2 separate regions of the Capra hircus genome follow, and region 1 is linked to region 2. Evidence: chromatin contacts called from public Hi-C data. All regions are on one chromosome and are shown on one strand. Each heading gives the region's core, a stretch centred on a gene start, on an enhancer-like site or on the middle of the called end of the contact. The rest is flanking DNA. Distances are from core to core; before and after follow the strand shown. Region 1 has its middle 29 kb from the start of DAB2IP. Region 2 overlaps LOC102168270 (N-acetyllactosaminide alpha-1,3-galactosyltransferase).

What was found. A called contact is a pair of places that touch in the nucleus more often than the background predicts.
Region 1: a Hi-C map of blood shows a contact between it and region 2, with 4 times the contacts expected there. The contact joins two enhancer-like sites. A contact is called at or near these places in 2 of 5 Hi-C or Micro-C datasets (both in blood).

Annotation. Positions count from the first base shown.
Region 1 is chr11:92,039,603-92,045,578 of ARS1.2, reverse strand. No RefSeq gene overlaps it. Among named protein-coding and RNA genes, the nearest start is that of DAB2IP, 29 kb to the left of the region's middle. Within about 2 kb of position 3,523, at least 3 of the 5 cell types and tissues checked have an H3K27ac peak or open chromatin away from gene starts, as enhancers often do.
Region 2 is chr11:91,920,489-91,926,709 of ARS1.2, reverse strand. LOC102168270 (N-acetyllactosaminide alpha-1,3-galactosyltransferase) reads left to right here. Exons shown (of 7, transcript XM_018055705.1): 7 at 4,175-6,221. The coding sequence ends at 4,868. Among named protein-coding and RNA genes, the nearest start is that of DAB2IP, 150 kb to the left of the region's middle. Within about 2 kb of position 2,614, at least 3 of the 5 cell types and tissues checked have an H3K27ac peak or open chromatin away from gene starts, as enhancers often do.

The sequences.
Region 1 (5,976 bases), core at 2,274-4,773, 120 kb before region 2:
CAGCGAGGAAGAGCACTCTCCCTCCTGTTGGTCTTGGTGTTGGGGTGATGGGAGCTGCTGGGGGTTACACCAGGGAGCTGGAGAACAGATCTAACCCAGGCCGGGTAGGCAAGGGCCATCGACATTGTTCGAGTCCTGAATCCATTTATGCCTGAAGCCGGATCTATCTACCCTGTGAGTTGTTTTTTGTTTAAGGTAGTCTGGGTATTGCATCATTTTCAACAGACGAGGCTGCCTGATTCCAGCACAGTCCTCCTCCTTCCAGCTGACCCCGGGCAGGCATCGCGGTCTCTGGTTTCTGTGGCTGCCTCGCCGCCTCCTGCCCACGCCTATCCCCGCAGTCCCTGACTCTGCCTCCCCGCTCTCAAAGATGAAGGCTGCCTCTCTCAGCCAGCCTCAGGGAGTCAGGCCTCTCAACCAAGTTCAGTTCACGGCAGCCTAGCTTCATCCTCCAGTCTCATCTCCGTCCCAGAACTCGAAACAGGAGCCTTGTCACTGAAAGTCCCTTCCTTGGGCAGTCCCCTGAGGATCCTGCCTGCTGAAGATGCTTTCTATCTTGGTAAATGCCCCCTCCATCCCCACAAGTCCCTTTCGCTAGAAGTCAGCCGGCCGCCTCCTCCCTTCACAGAGTTTGCCTCCAAATACTTTTCAGAATCCACCTCTCGTCTTCCCTTCTGAGGCGACCCTGGTTCAGGTCCCAACACATGTCAGCTTGACTTTCCCATCAGCTTCCTCATTGAAGTGTCCTGGCCTCCAGTCATCATCTTCAATGGAGGTCCACCCTTTGGGACTTCATAGATCCAGAGAAAAGAAAAGTGAGTCACTTAGTTAGTCACACTCTATGTGACCCCACGGACTGTAGCCTACCAAGCTCGCGCATGGAATTCTCCAGGCAAGAATACTGGAGTGGGTTGCCATTTCATTCTCCAGGGGATCTTCCAACCCAGGAACTGAACCCAGGTCTCCCGCGTTGCAGGCAGACTCTTTGCTGACTAAGCCACCAGGGAACCCTCCAGAGAGAATTCCTTCAGTTGAGATTCAGAGAGAATTCTTTCAATTGCCAGCTTGGGGTAGGGCAAGAGGGAATACTTCTGGCTGTTATATTTGGGGAGCAGAGCAGGGAAAGGGGGCTAAAGTCCCATCACTCAGACTGTATGTCCCTTACTTTCTCTTTCAGTCTTCTTCTCTGCTGTGCCTGACACTTGTGAGTCCTTTGTGACTCAGTTCCCCTGTCCTGTGCTGTGCTTAGTTGCTCAGCCATATCCGACTCTTGGCGACCCCATGGACGATAGCCCTCCAGGCTCCTCTGTCCATGGGGATTCTCCAGCCAAGAATGCTGGAGTGGGTTGCCCTGCCTTCCTCTAGGGAATCTTCCCAACCCAGGGATCAAACCCAGGTCTCCCACATTGCAGGCGGATTCTTTACTGGTCTGCAGGTGGTCATTTACCCCTGTAAGACCTGAGAGACATCTTTCTGCGTCTAGGCTTCCCACCAGACCTGGCCCCTCCATGACCTGAGCCTCTGGGATGCTCAGGACAAACTGACTGTCTCCTCCTTTGTCTCTTCTCTGAGGGCACTTCATTTTTTCCTAATTTTTTTCTTTCGGTCACACCCTGCGGCCTGTGGGATCTTAGTTCCAGGGAACCTGAGTCCCCTGCGGTGGAACAGTGAAGCCTGAACCACTGAGCCACCAGAGAAATCCCTCTGCATGCATTTCAGATTGTAGCTACCTCTCTGTTAGCATCCCTTCTTCCAAAGGTTTGTTGAGGTCTTCTTTTCTGCTGTGCTCCTGTCCCAGCTTCGTTGTGATCATGAGCTGGTTTATACCTGCTCTTACCCTTCACTGTCAGTTTCAGGGCCTGAGGAGGGACAGAGGGCAGATACCTGGGCTGATACCATGTCCAAGTGGCTGTCAATCAAAGTCCTGCCTCCCACTGTGTCCTCACCCCCTCCTACCTGGCTTCTGCCCCTGCCCATCCCTGGAGCACACTCCCTGGGTCTCTAGGACCAGGTCTACAGGATCACTTTCTGTTCTCACATGACTTAACGGCTTGGTAACGTTTGACCCTCTCAAGCTTGTTCTTGTTTGACTCTGTCCTGCCTTAGATTCTTGGGGGGACACAGTGTCATGAAGACCCTTCCTGTGTTTCTCCAAACCTCTGCCGAAGCCTCTGGATCTAATTTTCTGGCTTCTCTTCCCTCTGCTTCCTCTGAAATATTATTATTTCTCAGGGGTCCCTTCTCAGCCCCCATTCCTTCTTACCCTAGAGAGTTTCCCTGAGGGCTTCCTCCCTCCCCACAAATTCAGAGGTTTCCCTCCAAAAGCTGATCATTTCCAAATGCTGGCTCCCTGCCCTGATCCCTCACGTGGATCCAGATCCCATCTCCAGCTGTGTCCCAGACCCCTCTTCTTGAGAGGCCTTATGTCAAAAGCTGGCCTTGGCTTTTCCCTCCTCCTGAATCTGTTTCTCTTCCTAGGAAAGGCCACCATCTTCTGTTTAGTTGCCCAGAAACTTGGGTGTCATCCTTGACCATCCTGTTTTCTGTTTCCACACTCAACTGCTCACCAAGTTCTACTACTTTACCTCTCTAATAAATCTCTCCGTGCCCATCCACACTTCACCCCTAAAGCTTCTCTTCACTGGTCTCCCTGTCCCCTGCATTCCACACTACTGCTCACCTCCTGTTAAACAGCAAATTTCACCAAGCTGCTAATGGCTCCCACGACTTAGGAATTAAGTCCAAATGGCCCCCAAGGCTAGAGTTGCCAGATTTAGCACACAAAATACAGGATGTCCAGTTAAATTTGAATTTCAGATAAACAATCTTTTTTTTTTTTTTTTTTTGTTTAAGTGTAAGTATGTCCCACTTACTATCTGGCATCTGGATCCTTTCCACACCCCAACCTCATTTCTTGCTATGCTGTATTTCACATCTGACTCTCAGGCTAGACCGAACTGTTTGAACTTGAACTCCTCAGCTGGAAGAGACAGCTCTCACCAATAAGCTCTTCTTACCTGCTGCCCCCACCCCGAAAGGCCCTGTTCCCTTCTTGCCCTGACCAGCCTCTGCTCACCCCTGGGGTTCCCTCCTCTAAGAAGGCTCTCTGCTCCCTCATAACTGCTGCTCACTCACTCAGTTGTGTCTGACTCCTAGCGACCCCGTGGACTGTCCATGGAATTTTCCCAGGAAAGAACACTGGAGTGGGTTGCTATTTCCTCCCCCAGGGGGATCTTCCCAACCCAGAGACTGCATCCACGTCTCTTGTTTCTCCTGCATTGGCAGGCGGATTCTTTACCCACTGGGCCACCTGGGAAGCCTTCCTCAGAATAGATTTGGCTCCTTCCCTGAGTGGCCAGAGGCCCGTTTCCCTGGACGGCAGCACTTCATCGGCTGGCTTGTCCCCTTAGTTGGCTCTTTTTCTCTCTGTTGCCGACAAGGAGCCGTCAGCAACTCTGTGACCCACATCTGGACCAGCCCGCATGGCCCCATCCAGCTGGAGGCTCCCGGGGGCCTGGAGCCTTGGCTGAGGCCCCAGCTTTCTTTCTGCTCTCTTGGCCTGGGTCCCAGTCTGTTGGTTCACACTCCTCCCTTGCTTGAATTCCCATGAAAAGTGGCCTCCACCCGTAGCCCCCTGCCCAGGACTAGATTACAAGATGCTGAGACAATGGAGGCGGTGAGCCAGATTTCTATCAGGCCTGCCTTGCCATCCCCCGCAGCACTCGCCTGTGCATCTAGGGGTCAGATGCTGACAGCAGAGGTCATAGAGCGCAAGGCTCACTCACACCGGGCCTGCCTGCCCCTGTGGGGGTAAAGGGGAGGGAGCTTGGCCTTAAAGTTGGGACCCTGGCTTTGAATCCCAGTCCTGACCCTTTCGAGCGCCATGCAGAAAGGCCAGATGAGCACACCCCCTCCCCTGGTGCCTCATTTTCTTGTCTGTAAAGTGGGGACAGCAAGGAGACCAAACCAGTCAATCCTCAAAGAAATCAACTCTGAATATTCATTGGAAGGACTGATGCTGAAGCTGAAGCTCCAATACTTAGACCACCTGATCCAAAGAACCAGCTCACTGGAAAAGACCCTGATGCTGGGAAAGATTGAAGTCAAACGGAGAAAAGAGTGGCAGAGGATGAGATGGTTGGATAACATCAGTGACTCCATGGACATGAATTTGGGCAACCTTTGGGAGAGAGTGAGGGAAGTCTGGAGTCCTGCAATCCATGGGGTTGCAAAGAGTTGGACACAACTTAGCGACTAAACAACAAAGTGGGGATAATAATGTTTATCTCACAGCATATGCTGTCAAAGAAGTGTGGCTAACACATGCAAGGGCACACAGCAGCAAATAGGATGCGGCTCCGGCCTTCGCTTGCCTTGCTCAAGGCTGGTGGCTGCAGGATGCTGGGACCAGAGCGCTCCTGGCAGCTTTCTTTCTTCCCAGCGTCACTAACAGGGTATCACTAACCAGTCTCGAGGAGGAGGGCTGTTAGAGCCCACTCTCCACCCCCGCTCTGGCTCCGTTCAGCATCTCCACTGTGAATCAATAGCCCAGGTGAGCACAGAGGAGCTGACAAAGCAAGCTAAAGGTGAGGACAATTAAACAGAGAGGCACAAGGCTAGAGGACAAAGCGGTTGGCCGGGAGCTGGAGAAACCAGGGCCTCCTGCCTCCTCCAGTTTGCCTCTTTCTCTGTCCCAGCACCCTTCAGATCCCAGAGGAATGGGCACTGTGGCCATGTGGTCTATGCTGACTCAGCTTCCACCTTGGTGGAGCAGGGTCCCCCATAGACATTCTTGGGACATTTCTCAGCACTCCTTACTCTTCATCCCATTTATTTATTGATGTCATTATTTATGTCTCAAACTGTCATGCAAAGAGAAAAAAAGAATGGGAAAAAAATTAAGGGAACAGAATATTCAAAACTAGGAATTCCTTGGTGATCCAGTGGTTAAGACTTGGTGCTTTCACTGCCAGGGGCCCGTGTTTGATTCCTGGTTGGTGGGGGCTAAGATTCCACAAGCCATGGGCTCAAAAAAAAAAAAAAAAAAGAGAGAGAGAAAAGAAAAAAGAAAACAACCCAGAAACTGTAGGACAATTACAAAAGGTCAAACACATGTGTAATGAAAATCCCAAAAGGGAAGAAAGAGGCAAAGGAGGAGGAGAGATTTTGGAAGAAAGAATGGCTGAGAATTTTCCAAAATTGATGACAGACTCTCTCTGCCACCTGCTTCCAAATTGTGAGCGCCTTGAGGACAGGAGTCTGTCAGTTTGCAAATGATAATAACCGAAAATGTTTAGGATGACATTTAAGAAGTGTTTTTTAAAAGTTACATGTATACACACAGCCTTTCATTTCCAACTTCAACACATAAAGACCTCAGGAGGTATCATTTCCAGCCTTGCAGGAAGACCAAACTGAAGAAACTGCAAATCTTGGGTCCAACAGAGAACTGAGTTCACAGGGCACACCCTTCCTGAAAAACTGGACTCAGGGGGAAAACACAGAATCACAACCTGATAAGCCTCCCCAGGGGAGCCTCTGGAGCCGTAATGGGCAGGAGCACTCCTGATGGTAACTGATAGATTGCTGGAGGCTCAGTGTGGACCACGTTGAGAGTTTAAAATTCCTAGATAAAATATATGTGGGCTTTAGCTCCAGGTTTTATCTCCAGGTTCTCACAAAGAAGGCTAGAGAGAAATTCTCTCTCACTTCTAGAAGGAGCAGAGGAAGAGTCACTGTTGTTTAGTCGCTAAGTCAAGTCTGACTTTTTTGTGATCTCATGGACTGTACCCTGCCATTAGCCTGCCAGACTCCTCTGTCCATGGAATTTCCCAGATAAGAATACTGGAGTGTGTTGCCATTTCCTTCTTCAGGGGATCTTCCCAATCCAGGGATCAAACCCAAGTCTCCTGCGTTGCAGGTGGATTCTTTACCAATGAGCAACAGGGAAGGAATTGACCACTTTTCAAATACACC
Region 2 (6,221 bases), core at 1,365-3,864:
AAGAGCCTGAGAACAAGACAGTGGATGGGAGTGGACAGCTTCCCACCTGAGCGAGGCCTCGGTTGCAGGTTAGAGTGTCTGCCACACTCACTGGGCCTGGAGTTTCCAGCACACACAGCGCCGCCTCCACTCTGACCTCCACGGCCCTCTCTGGGAATTCCAAAAATGCCAGCTATTAGACAGCCCAAACGTGTGTCATTGTTTCTCCCACACACTCAAGACCCCAACTGAGAACTAAGGACAGAAGTGACTAAGCGCGGAGCTTCCCCACGTCAGCCTGGCTGACCACTCTCCCCAGGCTTCCGCAGCTGCCTCTGCCCTTCTCCTCCTAGAGGCTTTGGCCCCCGGAGATCTGGCCAACCAGAACTTCTTCTTCCAGAGGTTGGATGGGTTCCTGTTTCTGCTTCCAGTTCCTTGTTTAGAACGACATTTCTCCCCAAACTGCAATCATTCTTACTTAAAAGTTGGAGCTGTGATAATAGTTTAAAATATAACCCATTTTGTTCCTTTGGTGATTTTTTTTTTTCTTTATCAAAACGAAAGCAAAGGTTTACTTTTCCTATTAGCCTCCTCCCTGCAACCCCCCTCCACGGGCCTTCCCATCTGTATCTTTTCCGAGCGCCACATGGGAAGTTGACTGCTCGCTTGTACAGAGAGCGGTGAAGGCCCGGGTGGATCTGAGTGAGGATCTGTGCGTCTTCACTTCCAAGACCGTCCCCAGCCCAGAGCCCGGAAGCCATCGCCCTCACCCTACTGGTCAAGTCCTGATGTCACCACCTGTGCTGATCCCAGGGGCATCTCTGATGGAGAAGGGTGACTCTGGAATTTTGACATTTTTACTGGAAGAATCTGTACTGTTATGAGTCTGGAGCAGATGCTTAGCTCACCTCATCCTTTGGTATGAGAGGGGACGAGCCAGCCACCCTGTAGACTGATTTACTCCTGATGTTTCCACAAAGAACAGAATGTGGCCAGCGGTTCCACGATGGCTTCACCCTCGTATTCGCAGCTTCACAGAACCAAACAGTAAATTGTACACCCTGAGCTCTCCTCTTGGAGGCAGGAGGGGACTGCTTGTACTCTGCAGCAATAAATCCTCCCAAGAGTGGATCTGGACTTTTAGGAGGTGTGATGTTTGGTTTGTTTTCAAATAATAGTGCCCGGAGCCAATTGCAATGCTTTCATCTCTAAATAATGTTAACCCTCACAAGGGCCCCCTCCCCTCCCCCTAGGATTGTCTTCCAAGCTTCAGGGCACAATAGATTTTTTTTTCAGAGCCATGGCAAAGTCCCTCTTCATATTGCTCAGATATATTCTACTGTAAACCCCGGGGTTTTTCCAGAGACCAATATTAAAACCACAGTTTATTTTTGTAGAAACAAATGGGAATCCAAACTGCAACTAAGGAGCAAAAACAAATGCCAGTTATTATTACTCACAAAATGTCATAACTGGCCGTGAGTGTGATCAGTAAATTAAACTTAGTCCACATCCGCTGAGCATGAGTCTGGGGGTGATGCAAGTTGTGTTAAGCCAACTCCCTCTTTCCTTCTCTATCATCCCCACGCTGTCACATGATAAGTGTGTAGTTTGGCTCACAAAAGACATGAACATGTTTTTGGAATAAATAAGTAAATAGCTAAAATACCACATCTGTTAGAAGGACCTAAGTCCAAAACACTGACAACACAAACTGCTGGCAAAAATATGGAGCAAGCAGAACTCTGATTCACTGCTGGCGAGAAGGCAAGATGGTTCAGCCGCTTTGGAAGAAAGCTGAACATATTCTTATCATACAGTCTAGCAATTGCATCCTTGGTATTCACCAAAAAAAGCTGAAACTTTATAGCCACACAAAATCTTACATACAGATGTTTAAACGCAGCTTTAGTCATAGTTTCTAAAACTTGGACATAACTAAGATGTCCTTTAGTAGGTGAATGGATTAATAAACTGTTGTGGTACGTCAGGTGGTAGAATATATTATCAGTGCAAAAAACACAAAATCTATCAAGCCATGGAAGAGATAGAGGAACCTTAAATGCATATTATTAAGTAAAAGAAACCATTCTGAAAAGATTGCCTGCTGTCAGATTCCAACCTCGTAACATTCTGGAAAAGGCAAAACTATGGAGACAGTAAAAAGATCAGTAGTTGCCAAGGGTCGGCAAAGGGGAATGGATGAATGGGCAGAATACAGAATTTTTAGGGCAGTGAAAATACTCTGTATGATATCATACATAGTGAAAAATACTTGTCATTATATATTTGTCGAAATCCATAGAATACACACAACCAAGAGTGAACTTTTTTTAGGAAAGGAAATGAGATAGTTAAAATAAGTTTAAATCAGAGGGTGTTTGCTCTGGTATTTGGATGGGTCTTATAATGGTGGTAGCTGGATAATGTATTGGTGTTTGGCGTAACCACTAGAAAATTCTCAAAGTGAATGTATAATGTGGAAGGATATTCATGTCCCCCATAACCCATTCTCTGGGTCCCAGAGAAGGAGAAGAGAGTGGCGATGCTTAGTCTTAAGGCATCCCCAAAGGACCTAAGAGGCGTGCCACCCTTTCATCTGGTAGGGCAGGATAACATTGGAGTGGATGTTGGGGTTTCTGAGAGATGCCTGAGAACTAGCGCCACCTGATGTTGATCACAGGGTACAACCTTCCAGTTATAAAATGAGCAAGTTCTGGGGATCTGATGTAAAGCATTGTGGTTATTGTTAATAATATTGTTTTCTATATTTATAAAGTTATTCAGATAATAAATCTCAAATCTTCTCCCCAAAACAGAAATGATGATTATGTGATGCGATGAAGGTGTTAACTAATGCTACTGCTGCTGCTAAGTCGCTTCAGTCGTGTCCGACTCTGTGCGACCCCATAGACGGCAGCCCACCAGGCTCCCCCGTCCCTGGGATTCTCCAGGCAAGAACACTGGAGTGGGTTGCCATTTCCTTCTCCAATGCATGAAGGTGAAAAGAGAAAGTGAAGTCACTCAGTCATGTCTGACTCTTAGCGACCCCATGGACTGCAGCCTACCAGGCTTCTCCGTCCATGGGATTTTCCAGGCAAGAGTACTGGAGTGGGGTGCCATTGCCTTCTCCGAACTAATGCTACAGTGGTGGTAATTTTGTGACATATGTGTGCTTCATGCTCAGCCACTTCAGTCATGTCTGACTCTTTGTGACTGTATGGACTGTAGCCCACCAGGCTGCTCTGTCCATGGTATTTTCCAGGCAGGAATACTGGGGCAGATTGCCATGCCCTCCTCCAGGGGATCTTCCTGACCCCAGGCGTCAAACCTGCATCTCCTGCGTCTCTTGCATCACAGGCAGATTCTCTGCCCACTGAGCCATCTGGGAAGCCCTTTTGTAATAGATGAATATACCGAATCAACACTTGGGACATCTTAAACTTAAACTATGCTATATGTCAATTATATCTCAATAAAACAGTACCAAAAAAGGACTAGCACACTTTCGCCTACCCAGAGTCTGAACCAACTGATAAATAAGACAAAGGGATAAATAAGGTAGATGGTAGTGATGATCATCTTCACTGCGGTGAAAGCTGATATTGAAGAATATGGGTTATAAAGCTGAAGGCCCTGGGCCTCCTGATGTTGAACCACAGAATTAGAAAGACGTAGGCACCCTTCATCCATAGCACGAGAAACTGCAGGTGTCTGGATGTTGGAGAAGGGCCTGTATCATTTAGCTACACTGTAGGGCCCAGAGCAGTTGTGAATACATGTTCTCTCCACCTGACTGGCTTCCAAGAGTGAGAGAGGAGGGGCTGGCCTGCCTGGTCACCTTTCAGAATCATCAGGTAAGTCACTTTATCTCCTCAAAGTTGAGTGACTGTGTGGTGGAGAGCGGCCAGAAATAATAGTACAGCAAATCCCAGTGTGTGTGTTCACCCGCTCAGTCTTGTCCGACTCTTTGAGACCCCTGTGGACTGTAGCCTGCCAGGCTCCTCCGTCCATGGAATTTTCCAGGCAAGAATACTGGAGTGGGTTTCCATTTCCTCCTCCAGGGGATCTTCCCAGTGTTCGAATCGCACCTCCCTCGTCTCCTGCATTGCAGGCTGAGTCTTTACCACTGACCCACCGGAGAAACCTGCAGAAGTCCCAGAGGTTACGTTTATCCCATTCTTCTTTGTTTCAGATACATTGAGCATTACTTGGAGGAGTTCTTAACATCTGCTAATAAGCACTTCATGGTTGGCCACCGAGTCATCTTTTACGTCATGGTGGACGACGTCTCCAGGATGCCTTTGATAGAGCTGGGCCCTCTGCGCTCCTTCAAAGTGTTTGAGGTCAAGCCTGAGAGGAGGTGGCAGGACGTCAGCATGGTGCGCATGAAGACCATCGGGGAGCACATCGTGGCCCACATCCAGCGTGAGGTTGACTTCCTCTTCTGCATGGACGTGGACCAGGTCTTCCAAGACGAGTTCGGGGTGGAGACCCTGGGTGAGTCGGTGGCCCAGCTACAGGCCTGGTGGTACAAGGCAGATCCCGATGAGTTTACCTACGAGAGGCGCAAGGAGTCTGCAGCATACATTCCCTTCGGCGAAGGGGATTTTTATTACCATGCAGCCATTTTTGGGGGAACACCCACTCAGGTCCTTAACATCACCCAGGAATGCTTCAAAGGAATCCTCAAGGACAAGAAAAATGACATAGAAGCCCAATGGCATGATGAGAGCCATCTAAACAAGTATTTCCTTCTCAACAAACCCACTAAAATCTTATCCCCAGAATACTGCTGGGATTATCACATAGGCCTACCTGCGGATATTAAGCTTGTCAAGATGTCTTGGCAGACAAAAGAGTATAATGTGGTTAGAAATAACGTCTGACTTTGTGCCAGTACATTTTTGAATTTGAGAGAGTATTATTCTGGCTACTTCCTCAGAAAAGTAACACTTAATTTTAACTTTAAAAAAAAAAAAAAACCTAACAAAAGACCAACACAGCAAGTACATATTATTTCTCCTTGTAACTTTGAGCCTTGTAATACGGGAGAATGAACCTGTGGTAATCGGATGTAAATTCCCAGTGATTTCTTACCTATTCTCAGTTGTGGGGGAGGGGAATGGATACACTATCAGTTGAACCAAAAAAGAAAAAAAATTGTCATAGACAAAAGCCAGAAACATTCTACACGTGCCAATTAACTTACTGGAGAGAAGTACGCAAAGGGAAGTGTTTGGCAACAAGATAATGATTGTGAGGGGCTGTCCTCTTGATTTCAGTGTCTTCCTGTCTCTGCTGGGTCTGAAGCAACACAGAGTTGCTTTTGCAGCAGGAGAACTCTTAGTAGGACATAGTCTACCTTGGTGATCCTCAAATGGTTTAGTCAATGGCCTTTCCTTATCAGGATATTGGCTTCTGTGCCAAGACTAGTCAAGATTCCCAGTACATATGGTGAAGATGTTGGGAATCACAGGCAATCTGAGTGGGTCAGTGGGTGCTCAGCACAAAATGAAAACAAAGCCTCCAAGTAAGTTGGCCATGAAATAAGCAAAGAGAGAGTAGAAAGACAGGGAGCTGATCCCTGTGGGGCATTGCCTTCTCTGAGGGGCACAGGGCATGCGGTTGGCATATAAATACAGCACGGATCCAGGCAGTTGTGGGTGGTCGCCAGTGAACTCAGCCATTATGACGGCCAGAGCACTGTTGTCTTGTAAGATGCTTCTTGTTTTGGCCAAGTCATATTCAGTATGCTGGACTCTGGAACTTGAGTCTTCAGATCCTTGGCCAGAGGAAGTGGATGGTGTCTGAGGAAACAAAATCCTGCAGGGGACTGGAGAGAATTGCCAGGGGTTCCATTTCCCAGACCTGGGCTTCATGACAGTCAGTTGTCAGAAACTCCTGCCACCATCTGCCCTAACCCTCAGCCCAGCAAGCCCCACGTTTGCAGGGCTGACATCAAGGAACCTCTTGTTTCCCCTTGCCCCATCTGCACTACTGAAGTATAACAACCAGACGTGTTTAATAAAATGGTTAGCTGATTTTATGTCAAAAGTAGAGGGGGTGGCGATGGGAGATCCAGTCCTTGTGACTGAACACCTTACCATTCAATTCCTTTCTGTGAGAGAAGCTATGAAATTTTATATATTATTTAAAGTTAAGCAAGTCAGTGTAAAGGGAGAAAGGAGGCAACATTTATATATGCAGGCATGTTTATATTTTGCTCGTGTTCCAGTTTA